Regions from separate parts of the Gasterosteus aculeatus genome. Here region 2 is linked to region 1. A link is a contact called in public Hi-C data. All regions are on one chromosome and are shown on one strand. The core of a region is the stretch at or near the end of the contact, and the rest is flanking DNA. Distances in the headings are between cores, read along the strand shown. Region 1 overlaps nek7 (NIMA-related kinase 7). Region 2 holds the start of nek7 (NIMA-related kinase 7).

Region 1 (3,773 bases), core at 552-3,051:
TTTCTCATTCAGACTTAAGGCACGAGTTTGGAAACCTTTGCTCTATCGTGTTCCAAAAAATACAAATTTAAGTTTTAGGTAGCCACACAGCCAGAAGGACTTATTCTCATCGTCAGAAAGCCTTTTCTGTGTTCCCTTTATATTTGCATTATGGGTTTCTTGGCTCGCCACCGACCCCTCTCTGTTTCACGACTTGCCTTTATAAGATAACCAAGGCTTTATAAAGGCCTACATGTTGGAAAAGTCATAATTATTTTGGACGCCTCCGTAAAGTCTTTCTGCTTCCATCTTGTTCTCCTTCCTTTCCCATGGTACTCGCCGTTAACACCTCTGTCATTACAAGTGTTAATTGCAGGTATATTATATAATTTATTACTGACAATTGGCTACTCTCTAATCCCCATGGATTAAATCAGTATTGCTGTTACCACCGTTCTTTTAGTCTTTTTTCCTCCCTAACCCGACTCTTGCCACTATCCTACATAACCATCCTCAGCCAGTGAGACAGAGTGTGTCTTTTGCGTGCTTGTGCGTATTGTGTCATTGACAGTTTGTCGGTTTGAATGCTCCAAATCTGCGCGAATGTACATCATTATCTTATTCCTGTATGTGCGCGTTGCGTGCGTGCGTGTATGAATTCAAGCCCATATGGATATGCACATGCGTCCCTTTGAGTACATCTGTATAGGAGACAGAGAGTCTGTGTGTCTCCCAGAGTGTGCAAGAGTGAGTAAGAGCAAAAGAATGCGTGTGTGTAGGTGTGTGTGTGTGTGTGTGTGTGTGCCCGTGTGTGAGAGACTGCAGGCAGCTGAGCCGCTGAGTTGAAAGCCTGCGAGCTGACAGGCTGTATGCCTGGACCTCCATCTCATCTCCACCACCCTGCTCTACTGTACAGCTGGGTGGCTCGGCTCATTACAGACCCACGAAGGCGCACGCGCACACACACACACACACACACGCACGCACCTTAAATTCCTTCTTTCTACCCTTCTCTCTCTCTGACTCTTGCTTTCATTCTTCTCTCATATTGTTGTTGTCACATTGTCATATTCTCCTCTATTTCTTTCTGTGCCTCCTTCTTGCTCCCCCCCGCCTCTACAAATATTTTCCCCCTCGTTCTTTCAGTGCAACATTCACATCTCTCACACCCATTCTAGCCACTCTTTGTCTCTCTTTCCCTCTAAAAGTCAAAACACCGCAGGGAGGGTCAGAAGGAAGGAGAAGTGAGGACAAGTAACACCAAGAAACAGCAGCGGGGGAGAAGGATATTTCACAGAGAAAAAGATAGAGCTGCTTTTTTCTTTTTTTTTTAACCTAAAGAAACAGCAAGGGTAAAGCCAGGGAATTAAGGTGTGTCAACACGTCATAATCACCTACAGGGACATAATCTGCTTCTACAGCAGCAGATTATCTACTGAAAGCATACTGATAGGGTTAAAATATTATTAAAAGGATAGGAATTGCATATAAAATATATCATTACAAAATCACATTTGCATACTTTGGCGTTTATTTGTGGTGAGTTGATTTAAAGAATCGCAGGACCAATGTGGCTGCTTTGGATCAAATGCGTCTGTTGCGATCATCGAGTCCCTGGCAGCAAAATGACACTTTGATCTGTGTAGTTTTCTGGGGATTATCGAAGCCTTCTTGATTGTTTCAGATTAATGATGACAGTTTTCCAGTCGACCTTTGTGCTTGTGGGGCTGCAAATTCCCTCTCGGCCTAAAGAGGGTGCTGTGGATTCAACTTTAATGAGCAATCACAGAGGCTTTCACCCGACTGCTGGCACCGGAGGCTGCATAGCTGATCGGACCAATGTTGAGCTGATCATGTGATTCACACCTTCCCAAAACAGCTGGGCCGCTGCTGTAGAGGGGCTGAGAATAGCACACTGTTTGTGGTGCTAACAGTTTGACATAGGGAAGTGCCACTGTGTGAATGACAGCCTTTATATTTGTCTATGAAGCAGCTGAATTTGTGGGGATGATTGCCAGTTACAGTGTAACCATCTCCACTATAGATTTACTGTGTATTACTGGACGAGCACTGGCTTAAAATGACATTCATTCTATCACTGTTAACACAACAAGATAAATAAAAATAATAATAATAGAAAATCGGAATATGTAAAAACTATTTTTAAAGGGTACTATATGGAATTTGTAACTGTGTATTTTTTTTATTCTGGTACATAAACCTGGCCACAGATATTAATTGACGCTATATAAAACAACAGGACACCCTTGAACCAAGGAAAATGTGTTAATGTGAGTCTTTGTGTGTGTTAAAGAGAGGCAAGCTTGTACGTAAGTGGTACAAGAGTCTATTCCTTGAAATAGCATTTGAGTAAATTATTAAATAATAAATTACTCAAATGTTGTTTCACACACTTGAGGTTACAGGCTCGACTCTAAAAGAATTACAGTAACAGCGCCACAGTCTTTAAGCAACATGAGTTTAATAACGCATTCTAATACGTGGTGACAATCGGTTCTTCCGTTTTGTACAATTTCAAGTTCATCACACTCTCATTTCAGAAACTAAGCCAAATGAACTTGTCTTAATTAACGAGGGCTGCAAATCTCACTTCTTTGAACAAAAAAAAAAAAAGGATTTATTTTCTTCAAGTGAAAAACACTGCCATCAATGCCAAACAGTAACAGGGATTGTAAAGTTTGCCGGCGTGTTTTATGGAACACAGTCACAATCAGAGCTGTGTAGAAGGCCTCGGTCCAGTCTTGGACTGTGTTAGGTTTAAAGGTCAAGGCAACAGGAAGTGGCTAAGTGGCCTATGAAGGGGCCGGGCACAGACGCGGCCCCGCAGCAGGACTACATGACACATGGCCGGGGGCTCGCCGTGCCTAATGAAACACATCAAACATCGGGTGATTACTGGGGGCCGCTGGGTTTAAGTGTCTGTGTGTGCATTTGTGGGTTCATGAAGGACGATGTGTGTTTACATGTGTGTTTACGCACACACAGTATGTGTAGACTGCAGAAAACTTACCTAGCGAGTGAGCGGCGGTTGTTTTGGAGCTGAAAAATCGGCCCAGTCCCAAGTCTCCTAGTTTCACTACTCCTGTAGCTGTGATGAATACGTTGGCCGGCTTAATATCTGGAGAGAAGAGAGGTCGCACACGACTCATGGTGTCATTGGTTAAACTGTTTAAAATTTGTATGTTACGTTAATGACGGAGATCGGATCGAATTCAGAAAACATGCCATGAAACGCATTACATGCATGAAGCGTACAATGAAAGTATTCATGTCACTTGATGTGGGCGTTAGCAAACCGTTTCTGTTGCTTTTTCCAAAGAGATGTTAATGTGCCCTGCGCCACTCTTTGAAATTTACTGCTCGAATATAATTGTTAGCATCTTTTGAATAGGCAGCCTGTGTTAAGTGGTCATTAAAGCGCAGAGCTCAGGGTTCATTAGTGTCCGTGCTCCCTAATCAGAGTCAGCCGAACGGAAGTACACCACCTGTGTGTGTGTGTGTGTGTGTGTGTGTGTGTGTGTGTGTGTGTGTGTGTGTGTGTGTGTGTGTCAGCCCATGCGCATGGATCCAGTACTTGATTCGACTTAGCTCTACTAAAAGCTTGTGGGACCATAAACACTGTGTTCTCCGGTCTTTGTGTCGTTTAACACCTACACAAGTTTGATCACTGATCAAAACTTTCGCAGATGATCAGTTAATATTATACAATACGCTTTTAGATATCATTTACATGATAAAAGATGTGAGCAGTTGCAGCGTTTGTAAATCCCTCC
Region 2 (3,773 bases), core at 914-3,413, 34 kb after region 1:
ATATTATAAAGGCTCCATTATTAAATTAATATGCTTAACTTCATTAGGACGAGACAACCGGGTCTAAATGTTTTGGAATTCTGACTCAATAAAAAGGGCTGAGTTACAAAAAAAAAGAAAAAAAGAAAAAAAAGAAAAGTCCTCCCCAACTATCAGGACTTCTCATCCAAACACACACCAGAACTCTATGGGGTTTGACAGGGACTTATTCCCATGAATCGGTGGGTAAGCCGAATGAAATACATATAAACTGTAATCATTAGCCACTTTTTCCACTGAAAATGGGTGTGCTACCACACCTTAGCTGTTTGTTCCGGTAAAAGCGTACTTGAGGCCCTTTGACCAATGGGCACACTTTGTTTGAGTTGGTGTGAAAGCAGGCAATCAAATCCTGCTGCGGCCCAAACAACGGATCCTCTGAAAATAAAACCTGCGTGTCTTAGTCCGCACCCAAACGGACTGTGACCCTACCGAATTACTTGAATACCACCACCCTGCAAACATGTACAGAAGACGGTGTAAAGTCCCACTATGTGGTGGTGACGCACATTCAAATTACTCAAACAAAATCAAAGTCACCAACTTCCCTCTCATCACAAGGGACTGACACACACAGTAGGTTTAACCTACAACCAATTCAACAGTGTCTGGCTAATAGTGACCAATAAATCTATTGTTAAATCAAGGTTCATAAATGAGGCAAGGAAAAACCCTAACTAATCGGACTACTTGGGGAAAAACTACAGAATGCTCGGGTAACTTCTGTACCTTAGTGACATTTAAAGGATGCAGACAAAAGGTGGAATGCTGAGGTTAAAAAGTAAGTAAAGTAGATGAGCAGCAATTGTCTGGTCATCCAACGTATGGGCCTCTGTATTTAAATTGCACAGCTTGGTGTCATCTGTTGGATTCATTTGGATGGCCGTATGTTACTCCATTTACCTTTTGTTTCCATAAATGACTCTTTGTTAATCCTTTGTGAAGTAAACTTACAGCCCTGCAGGGATAATTGCACTTTTTGAGAGTGCAGAGACAATTGCAGATATATTACTTTGTAATACCTTACTTATATACAGATAATTATAAACAGCACACACGTTACACGCATCATCAACCCAGCAGGAGAGTAATAATGCAGAATGAACACAGACATGTTCATGTGTCTCATCTTTAACAACTAAACCTATACCTGCACGATAAAGGCCATATTAGGAAGCAATAATGCAGTGTCCGTGTACCATTACTACAACAACACTTTAGCGTGGCATCAGTACGCGGCTAACTTCGCTTTGCTTCTTGTCACGTTTCCACCACCGGGTTTGAATACATGTCTTCAAAGCGAAGTTGAGAGAAAGTTGTTCAAGGGCCAACTGTTACAATGACGTGACAGCAGGGACGGTGTCCTTTCAAAAGTTTAGCAATGCCGAATGCTAGCAGGCTAAGCGAGGAGGCTAAGCTAGCTAGCGAACTTCGTAGAAACTTTTTTTTTTCAAGTGAGTGTCACGAGTGCTTGTTCACCAGAAACGACGGCAATGTGCGGGCTTTTTTTTCTTTTAGAAGACAGTCAATCCTGACCAAAGAAAAACATAAACTTGCGTAGTGTTGCAAAGTTTACAAGTGGTTCGTTGGCCTCCCCCGAAGCAGCCAGATTCAGAAGTTTACTGTCAGCTAACGGCGTGTCAGTTCTTACCAGGAAGTGGGACTGTTGCTAGGCTATTCCTCCTTCACGTTGCGACTTTCTTCTAGTGGTTATGGCGGTTGGCTTTGTTTTGACTCGCTCTTTTCTTGTTTTCCTCTCCGCGAAGTGGACTCTGCGGGCCTCTCTTCTCTCTTCTCGTGTGGCACCGTTGCCTGACCGCTGAAACGTTTTTCTTCTTCTTCTTCTTCTTCTTCTTCTTCTTCTTCTTCTCTTTAGACGTTGCAGAGAGAGACAGGGAGAGGGCTTGTGCTGTGGAGCCAGTGGAGATGAGCCCGTGTGTGTGTGTGTGTGTGTGTGTGTGTGTGTGTCTGCACTAGGCCCCTCTCACCGCCACGCTCCTGACCCGTGTGCCAGTAGTGTAAACAACGCAGCAGTCCCGCAGCGCAGGGGCGGGGCGCACGTCAAAGAGCGCAGGGGAGCCGTCAAACAACGCGAGATCTTACGCAGAAACTCAACTCTCGTTCCACGTCGTGTAACGAACTTTCTATTTATTGAGTGATGGAATGTGACCGCTAGCGTTACGGTCACTTAACCTACTGACTCTTTGCAGGGCCACAAAATAATGTCAAAACGCTAAACTAATCTCTGCTTTTTTTAAACTCTTAAAACTTTTAATAATAAGTGTGGTTTAATCTATTAAACAGCATCATATTCTATAAACTGACTACATGTTTTGTGTGTAAAATCTTAAGTAATAAGTAAGTAAGTAGTAACTGCAGCACCTTTCCTCTTAAATATAGTCGGGTAGAAGTAAGTATCTCCAATTACATTGTGAAAACAAAGGAATGGTTACTCTGAGTAGTAGTTGTTTGCAAATCACAATGAATAGGTGAGGGTTTGTAAGAATGTGTGTAGAATAAGGGCAGATGATGCATAATAGATTCTCACCATTGTGAGAACACACTTTTGACACGCAGTCTTGGTTGCTATCATTATACACATGCATAGCCACACATCCCACGGCACAAACGCCGCGGGCCCCTCGGGAATATCATGAGAATTTATTGACAAAATTGGTCTCGCAGATTGACTCGCATTGGACAGCGAGAGCATCTGGAATTGATCAGCTTACTTTGCTTTGATAAAAGTTTCATCGCTGATTTCAGATTGACAATTCAAACACAGCTGATACACAGGAAACACATCTGTCTTCTTCCTATTCCCATTGTTAATAATCAACAAGTTAGGTGGGGTTGTGTTTTTTTTTTGTTGCTACACTTCAATAGGCTTTTTTGTTAACCTCACTGCAAATATGGAAAAGGGAGAGATGCCTGGAGTGTGGGATTTCTTTTCCCCCTTTTTCTTCAACAACAGTTGAAGATTAAAAGAAACGTCTCACAGAAATCTGTCAATTCTGTATGTGAATAATGCTGTGTGGAATTTAATGGTATGAGTTATATTGGGTTTCCTCTACACCCACATTTTCTTTCAATAAGATCAATGGCAGCCAGTGACAGATAGGGACGGTCTTTTGTATCTTCAAATTTCAGGTTTCTGAGGGAATAATTAGATGGATGGATGAAAAGTAATGCATCAGTCTGCGAGGGGAGCTGCACCCAGAGATCCTCTAGTTCAACACGCATGCCTCCACGTCTGTTTGGTAGAACACTGTTTAATAATCCTGTAGAATTTCCATTGTTCTAAAAGTGGCTCTCTGCACTGATCTGATGCTTTAAACCAATAGAAAACTTTTTGTGTTCTTTTTGCTGATATTGTTTATTTAACAGAGAGGATTTCCTTTTGATTCATGGACATTTTTTTTGGCATCAAGCGAATATTGTCATCTATTTCCCTCTTTTCCCCTTCAGACTTAATGGTGTCGCTTGCAGGTAACCATGATAGAAAAGATTCTCCCTCCAGGGGAAATGAAGAAGGTTCAATCGCTGGATTTTTAGAAACGTTTTACAGACGTTTTACTGTAAACGTGACATTGAACTCTGATGTGTTAAATACTTGTTGAGATTTTGGGCATTAAATGGGGACCTTGACAAATGAATTGAGTTACGAGAATTTGGCCACTGAGATGTTGTACTTGTGAATTTGAAAGCCGTTAGGAGTATCTAATCTACAAGGA

The links. Hi-C and Micro-C count contacts between places; a contact is called where the count stands out from the background.
Region 2: a contact with region 1 is called in a Hi-C map of skeletal muscle, with 2.5 times the contacts expected there. The contact joins the promoter of nek7 here to the enhancer-like site in region 1. A contact is called at or near these places in 2 of 6 Hi-C or Micro-C datasets (skeletal muscle and tail fin).

Annotation. Positions count from the first base shown.
Region 1 is chr8:11,858,315-11,862,087 of fGasAcu3.hap1.1, forward strand. nek7 (NIMA-related kinase 7) reads right to left here. Exons shown (of 10, transcript XM_040183919.2): 7 at 3,011-3,118. Among protein-coding and RNA genes, the nearest start is that of LOC120823701, 25 kb to the left of the region's middle. Within about 2 kb of position 1,802, at least 3 of the 9 cell types and tissues checked have open chromatin away from gene starts, as enhancers often do.
Region 2 is chr8:11,891,547-11,895,319 of fGasAcu3.hap1.1, forward strand. nek7 (NIMA-related kinase 7) reads right to left here and starts at 2,164. Exons shown (of 10, transcript XM_040183919.2): 1 at 1,691-2,164.